Linked DNA regions of Sus scrofa: region 2 is linked to region 1. Evidence: chromatin contacts called from public Hi-C data. All regions are on one chromosome and are shown on one strand. The core of a region is the stretch at or near the end of the contact, and the rest is flanking DNA. Distances in the headings are between cores, read along the strand shown. Region 1 holds the start of NT5E (5'-nucleotidase). Region 2 holds the start of SYNCRIP (heterogeneous nuclear ribonucleoprotein Q).

Evidence for each region. Hi-C and Micro-C count contacts between places; a contact is called where the count stands out from the background.
Region 2: a Hi-C map of skeletal muscle shows a contact between it and region 1, with 8 times the contacts expected there. The contact joins the promoter of SYNCRIP here to the promoter of NT5E in region 1. A contact is called at or near these places in 2 of 47 Hi-C or Micro-C datasets (liver and skeletal muscle) and 1 of 2 datasets of contacts at active chromatin or transcription factors (skeletal muscle).

Annotation. Positions count from the first base shown.
Region 1 is chr1:54,399,082-54,402,442 of Sscrofa11.1, forward strand. It overlaps NT5E (5'-nucleotidase), which reads left to right and starts at 1,705. Exons shown (of 9, transcript XM_001927095.4): 1 at 1,705-2,173. The coding sequence starts at 1,835. It overlaps LOC102157437 (a long non-coding RNA gene), which reads right to left and starts at 1,918. Exons shown (of 9, transcript XR_002343406.1): 1 at 1,803-1,918.
Region 2 is chr1:54,596,867-54,600,227 of Sscrofa11.1, forward strand. It overlaps SYNCRIP (heterogeneous nuclear ribonucleoprotein Q), which reads right to left and starts at 1,540. Exons shown (of 12, transcript XM_021089679.1): 1 at 1,456-1,540.

The DNA of each region.
Region 1 (3,361 bases), core at 455-2,954:
TGAAAAGATAACTACCTCAATCACTCCTGGGGTCAAGGAGGCCTCCCCAGTAACACACATGCAAAAAGACTCCTAGGGGGTCAAAAGGGGGAGAGGCATAGGGCATAATAAGTCCTGAATCTGTCCCAACACCCTTTGCTCTGGAATCCATCTTGACCAAAAGATGCCCATGCATATCAGGGAGGGCCTTGGGTCCAGTAAGGGCTGAGAAATAAAACAAGATAATTGGCCAAAGAAAAACAAAGACCTGGAAGAACTGTCCTATATAAGTGATTTAAATCACCTATGGCTCAATCCTCATTGAGGAGGAAGCCCACACCCACACTCCTCTTTTGGGTGTGTATTACTGTTTTGCTTCCCTTTAAAAACTACTTCTCTGTGTGCTCTCCCACATTTTGTACTGTGTCTAAAATAACAAACTTTATACTTGTTTGCAGTCTTTGCCTCCTTGAAACATTCTTGCTTTCAACAGGGGGCAAGAATCAGGGCAATTCTAACCTCTAGCTGGTCTAATGGCTAGGATTCCTGGATTTCACCCAGGCTGCCCAGATTCAATTCCTGAGCAGAGATCTTGCTTCAAGCCATCATTCACTGCTGTCTCTCTGAGTCAGCTGCACAACAATGTGAATGTACTTGATGCCACTCAACTGTACACTTAAAATAGTTAAAATGATAAATTATATCATGTATATTTAGCCCCCCCCAAGCTTTAAAAAAAATAAAACAGGACTCGCCTGATGCATTTTGGAAAAGTGTAAAGACTACATACTCTGTTCTGTAAAACATAAACAAGGAGACTCCTAGTAGGAGCTCCAAACTAATTCCCATCTCCTTCCCTTCTCAATTAGATTAACAACTGCACTTAGGAATCAATCCGTTAAACAGAGGCAAATTCTGCAGCAAGATTAAATTCGGCTATAATTATGGTTTATTGCATGCATCCCTACTGTTATTGCCTTCCTTGCCAAAAGCTGTGCGTTTAATACACACACACACACACACACCATTCTTAAAATATTAAAACCTCAAAAATAAGAGAAAAAAATGCCCAGAAAAGCAACAGAAGGCACCCGCACTGGTTTCACTTCGCACTGTCCATTTTAGCTATCCACGCACTGCTGCTGTTTTATCGCTATGGTTATATTCATCCATAAATGTGGGACTGGATTCGAATGACTTGCAGCTTCTGAGATTCTACATCTAAACAACGCGGACTTGGTGTGTTCTTAAACTGGAAAGCGAACAGTCTCATCTGGCGGTCCGTCTTTGGCTCCGCAAAGCACAGAGCTCACCTCTCCCTCGTTTCGCTACTCTCCCCTTCTACCTCCTCGTTCTTCCCTCTTTCGTTCTTTCAAGTGATGAGCTCGCGCCACCACCAGCCCACACAAGCAGCGCATCCCCCCTCAGAAAAATTCTTAAGAGGCGAGGGTCAGCAAAGACCTGGAAGCGGGGTGGACCCTCCAATTCCTCCCTCGCACCCCGGGAAGAGCAGCCCACCCTCAGTGGAACCCCGGCTCCCGGGTCGGGCCGGGACTGTGGCCCGTGTCCGCCCCCGCCGGGAACAACCTCCCCACTGTTCCCGCCCCGAGTGAGTGCCAGCCGCGAGCCGCGCCCGGGCTGCCCCGCGGCCAGGGTCGGATCGGGTGACCGCGCGGGCGTGCGCCTGGCCTTGGGGCCTGCCTCCGGGAGGCAGGAGAGCCCGCCCCGGCCCCGCCCCGCCCGCCAGCCCGCCAGCCGGCCGGGGCGCCTAACTCCCGCGCCCGCCGCGCTCGCCGCCACCCGCCCGGCTCTCCCGCACTCACCCACGTTCGCGTCCTCTCCACCAGCCGCAGCCATGTGCCCCCGAGCCGCACGCGCCCCGGCCCTGCGGCTCCTGGCGCTGGGCGCTCTGCTGTGGCCCGCTGCCGGCGCCTGGGAGCTCACCATCCTGCACACCAACGACGTGCACAGCCGCCTGGAGCAGACGAGCGCCGATTCGAGCAAGTGCGTCAACGCTAGCCTCTGCGTGGGCGGCGTGGCGCGACTTTCTACCAAGGTGCGCCAGATCCGCCGGGCGGAACCCCACGTGCTGCTGCTCGACGCCGGCGACCAGTACCAGGGCACCATCTGGTTCACCGTGTATAAGGGCGCCGAGGTGGCGCACTTCATGAACGCCTTGGGTTACGATGCCATGGTAAGACGCCGAGCCCGGGAGGCTCCAGAGTCCCCGGGGAGGAGCCCTGGACGGGGAGGGAGGCCTCCGGGGCACAGGTGGCGAGCCTGGGCCCGAGACGCAGAGCGATGTGGGTAGAAAGCGAGACTCCGGTCAGCGTGCCAGGTGGACAGGGATATAGAAGTCCCCTGGATGATACGTCCTAAGTGGATTGATGTCGTGGGACCCCCACCATGAGATGGGGCACTTCGAGGAGCCGGACCCTTCATAAGGAGCCTGCTTATGAAGGGTTTCAGCCGGGGTGCATGGTACCCCAGTTTTCCAAAGCCTAGGACCAAGATAGACCCATCACAAACCTCTCATTTACTGCTTGGTCTTTCGAAGAATGCTTTAACGAGATTTAATTAGAAGGGAAACAACTCAGGGTCAAAAAGGTTGAGTACATTATTTAGGTCACCAGCTCCAGGAGGGGGAGACAGGATAAGAATGAACTCCAGATCCCTTTGACCTCGGAGCTTAAGCATAGTTAAGCTCGCAGCCTTGGGGAGAATCCCAGCTGGGCGCCTTCTGTGTGCTATGGACTTTCTCTGGCCTCAGTTCCTGCCTCTATAAAACAGGAATAATAATATCTATTTCTGAGGCTTGCCTGGCACATTGTATGACCTCTTTAAATGTTAGTTCTCACTATTACTGACACTACTGTATAGATTTACAAACAGAAAGAAAGCAACTTCCAGAGAGGACCAAAATGCTGAAAACACTGGAAAGCACTTCAATAAAACCAGTTTCCAGGGTTTTTTTTTAGAGAGTCTAACTTAAGAGAGGAGAGGCTCTTAAAACATGTGCCAAAGTTTAAGTCCATGTTCCCCAGTGCTCTGTTAAAGGCGATGCCTTATTTGTTGGACTAAATTCTAGAAAAGGAGCAGAGAGGAGTTACACAGGAATAAATAAGTATGATCTCTTAAATCAAGCCACCACCCAAGTTCAACCCTGTATAAAATCCTAGAGTAAAAAAAATTTGTGGAGAAACTTGGGCAAGAACTCCTAGGAGCTTTAGAAGAGGAAGAACAGAGGAAGGGTCCAGGGAAATCTGTGAATTCCAAGCTGGGACACAGAGGGCACACTTTGTATCAGAAAAGCGCAGAGGTTAGCAAAGCACAGTCCTGTAATTTTTCCCCTGGAAACTTGGAGAGAAGAGGACAGAAAAAG
Region 2 (3,361 bases), core at 290-2,789, 200 kb after region 1:
CGCCGGCCACCCCGGCCGCCCCGCCGAGATGTGAGCCGTGGCGCGAGCCCCTACCCATCGTGGGTCCTGGCAGTGACTGCGGTGCGGGGGCTGGCGGTGCCACCCCTGAGCCGGAGCCGGCAAGCCTGCGGCGTGAGGGCGTTCCGCGAACTGCCCAACGCCCGCCGGACCCCGAACACCACCCAGGCCCGCCGCGCGGCCACGGGACGGGATCGGCTCCTCTCCGCCCACTCCCGTGCCGCGGCGACGGCCACGACAGCACCAACTCCGCCGCCACTCGCGGTCCGCGCGGGCCACGGGGCCGCCTCCTCCCAGGAGCGCCGCAGACAAAGCCCGAACGGCGGCAGCACATGGAGGGGAGGAGGAAGTGGCGGCGCGGACCGCGGCCTACTCCCAAGCAACCCAGTCAACGTGCTCCTCTCTCCCTTGGAATCCATTTTCCAGAAAAGCCGGTTTCTCCCCGCACCGCCCTCCCCCAGCTCACTCCACAATGTCACGGAGCTCCCCCCCAGACCCGGGTCCCGGCGGTCGTTACCTCCCCGTTGGGCTGCGGCGGAGGAATCCTGTCCGAGGAGATCCGGTTGCGGGCAACGTGTGCTCGCTGCTCCCTGTGTCCGGCGCGAGTGGAGCTGTTGTAAAATGGCGGCCGAAGCTCACGCCGCTGGCAGCAAACCCGATCCAGTTCCACTCGCCTCCGAGCGCGCTCCCGGTGCGCGCGCGCGCCTCCGCGTGACCCCCCCTTCCCTCCCCTCCCCTCCCTCGCGCGTCCGCTTCTCTCACTCACTCCCTCAGCCCCTGCCCTCCTCCAGCTCCTCCTTCTCCTTCTTCCACCACCACAAGCCTCTGTCCGCCTTCTTCTCTAGGCCTTGCTTCTTGCCCTCCCTGCTCTTCTCCCCCACTGCCGTCCGCAGCCGCTCAAGCACGAGTGGCCGCCCTTCCCCTCCACGCTCGCACGCTCGCTTGCTCCCTCCCTCGCTCTCACAACCCCGTTCCCCAGGCCCTGCCGAGTAGGCTCCTCTCTTTCTCTCTCCCGCGCTGACGTGACGACGTAGCCTGCGCTTCAGGATGCGCGCCCTCGGGCTCCGCCCTCACGCCCCACCACCTCCCTCGCTCTTCACCACCCGGGGGGGCGGGGGGGCGCGAGACCCCGCCCTTCCGCTCCGGCGGCGGAGGGGCCGGGAGTGAATGAAAGGCCCGCCCCTTCCCTCCCGACACTCCCCCTCCCGCTCCCCTCCGGGCGGGGCGGGGCGGGCCGGCTCAGCATGTCCCACTCGTTCTCCTTTGTCAGGAGACAGGCATCTCCCCACCCCGCCCCACCCCACCCCCATCGCGGCACCACGCGCACGCCACCCCCATCGAGCTCCCGCTTGCCCCACCCCCCGCCCCGTCCCGGGCCGGCCGGGAACCGGGGCAGGGGGCACGGGATGCGACCGCAGTTCCCCATAGGATACCCACCGGTCCGTGCGCGCCCGGCCCCCACCCCCGGCGCGGCGGCCGCGTAGCCGTTCCAGGCGGTGTCCACGCCGCCGCCGCCCCGCGCTCTCCTAGCTCGGGAAGCTGCAGGCGCACGTGTCCCCCGGGGCGGGGCGAGACAGACAATGGGGCGACGGGGGAGGGGAGCGGCGCGGAGACCCGGGGACCTTTGGTCAACCTGTCCGGCCCGACTCCAGTGCAGGAGTTCCTCTAGGGGAGACTGGGTCTCCCTGGCTGGACAATGGGGACTCCCGGGGCCCTGCGCCCGCGTGGCTCTTCCACGGGAACCTTGGACAGAAGGAGGGGCGCCCAAAGCTCAGACGAGGAAACCCCGGCTGCTTTTGAGGGGGAACAGACTGGCTCTAGTGGAGCGAGGAGCGGCTCCCGCTTTGGGATGATAGGAAAGCCACATTTGGAAGCCAAACCAGGGGTGATGAAGAGTTGTGCAGTACTCCGTTTCGGTCCCTGGCCTTTTGAGCAGTAAAGGGCTTCCTTGTAGCACAGTTTGAGCAACTTGACGCCTCACAAAGCTCAGTGGTTAGGACAAGTGTGAAGAACACATCTGTATTTCTTTTCAAAAATCTTAGCAATTAAATTTTAACTTCAGGGAACTATATCCAATCACTTGTGATGGAACACGATGGAGGATAAAGTGAGAAAAACAATGTATGTATGTATGTATAACTGGGTCATTATAGCAGGAATTGACAGAACATTGGAAATCAACTATACTAAAGTTTAAAAAAAAAAGGAGGAAAAAAATCCTAACTGAAGTGATATTTCTTTTGTAACGGTATACTAGGTACAAGAAAGACAAGACAAAGACGTTTGAATTTCAGACGCGGTATGGATACTAATTTTATAATGCAGCTGTAATAAAAAAAGGAATAGTGTCCTTTTAATTAAAAATCAGGTTTATTTTTAAAGCTCACTGTTTCCCTAAACAGTCTCTATGCTATGACAGAAAATCAGTGGTTCAAGGAAAAGTTAGATGAATACTCTTCAAAGTGCTTAAGCACACAATATGCCAGATTATTTTATAGGTAACTGGATCAAGATATAAAATTTTTGAAATATTTTGACTATCTATCCAATCAATCTATTTAGCAAAGATCTGAGCTTTCCATTATCTGAAATCCCTTACTACTGGAGTTTCGTGGCATAAAAGTGGGTAATCCTATAAATTAAATAATGAAAATAATAGATTTTTGTTGTTGTTGTTGCTATTTCTTGGGCCGCTCCCGCGGCATATGGAGGTTCCCAGGCTAGGGGTTGAATCAGAGCTGTAGCCACCGGCCTACGCCAGAGCCACAGCAACTCGGGATCTCATGGCAACGCCGGATCGTTAACCCACTGAGCAAGGGCAGGGACCGAACCCGCAACCTCATGGTTTCTAGTCGGATTCGTTAACCACTGCGCCACGACGGGAACTCCGAAAAATAATAGATTTGAACTAACCAACACTTTTTATTTAGACCTTCCTAGGGATCAACTTTCCTTAAAAAAAAAGAAAGGAAAAGTGCCTCCACTAGACAAAGTCATCTACCAGATGACCAGACCTCCCAAATTAATATCTTTAGTTCTTTTTTTTTTTTTTTTTTTTTTTGTCTTTTTGCCATTTCTAGGGCCGCTTCCGTAGCATATGGAGGCTCCCAGGCTAGGGGTTGAATCGGAGCTGTAGCCACCAGCCTACGCCACAGCCACAGCCACAGCCACAGCAACTCAGGATCCAAGCCGAGTCTGCGACCTACACCATTGGTCATGGAAATGCCGGATCCTTGACCAACTGAACAAGGCCAGGGATCGAACCCACAACCTCATGGTTCCTAGTCGGATTTGTTAACCACTGAGCCACAACGGAACTCCAATATCTTTAGTTCTTGTTTGA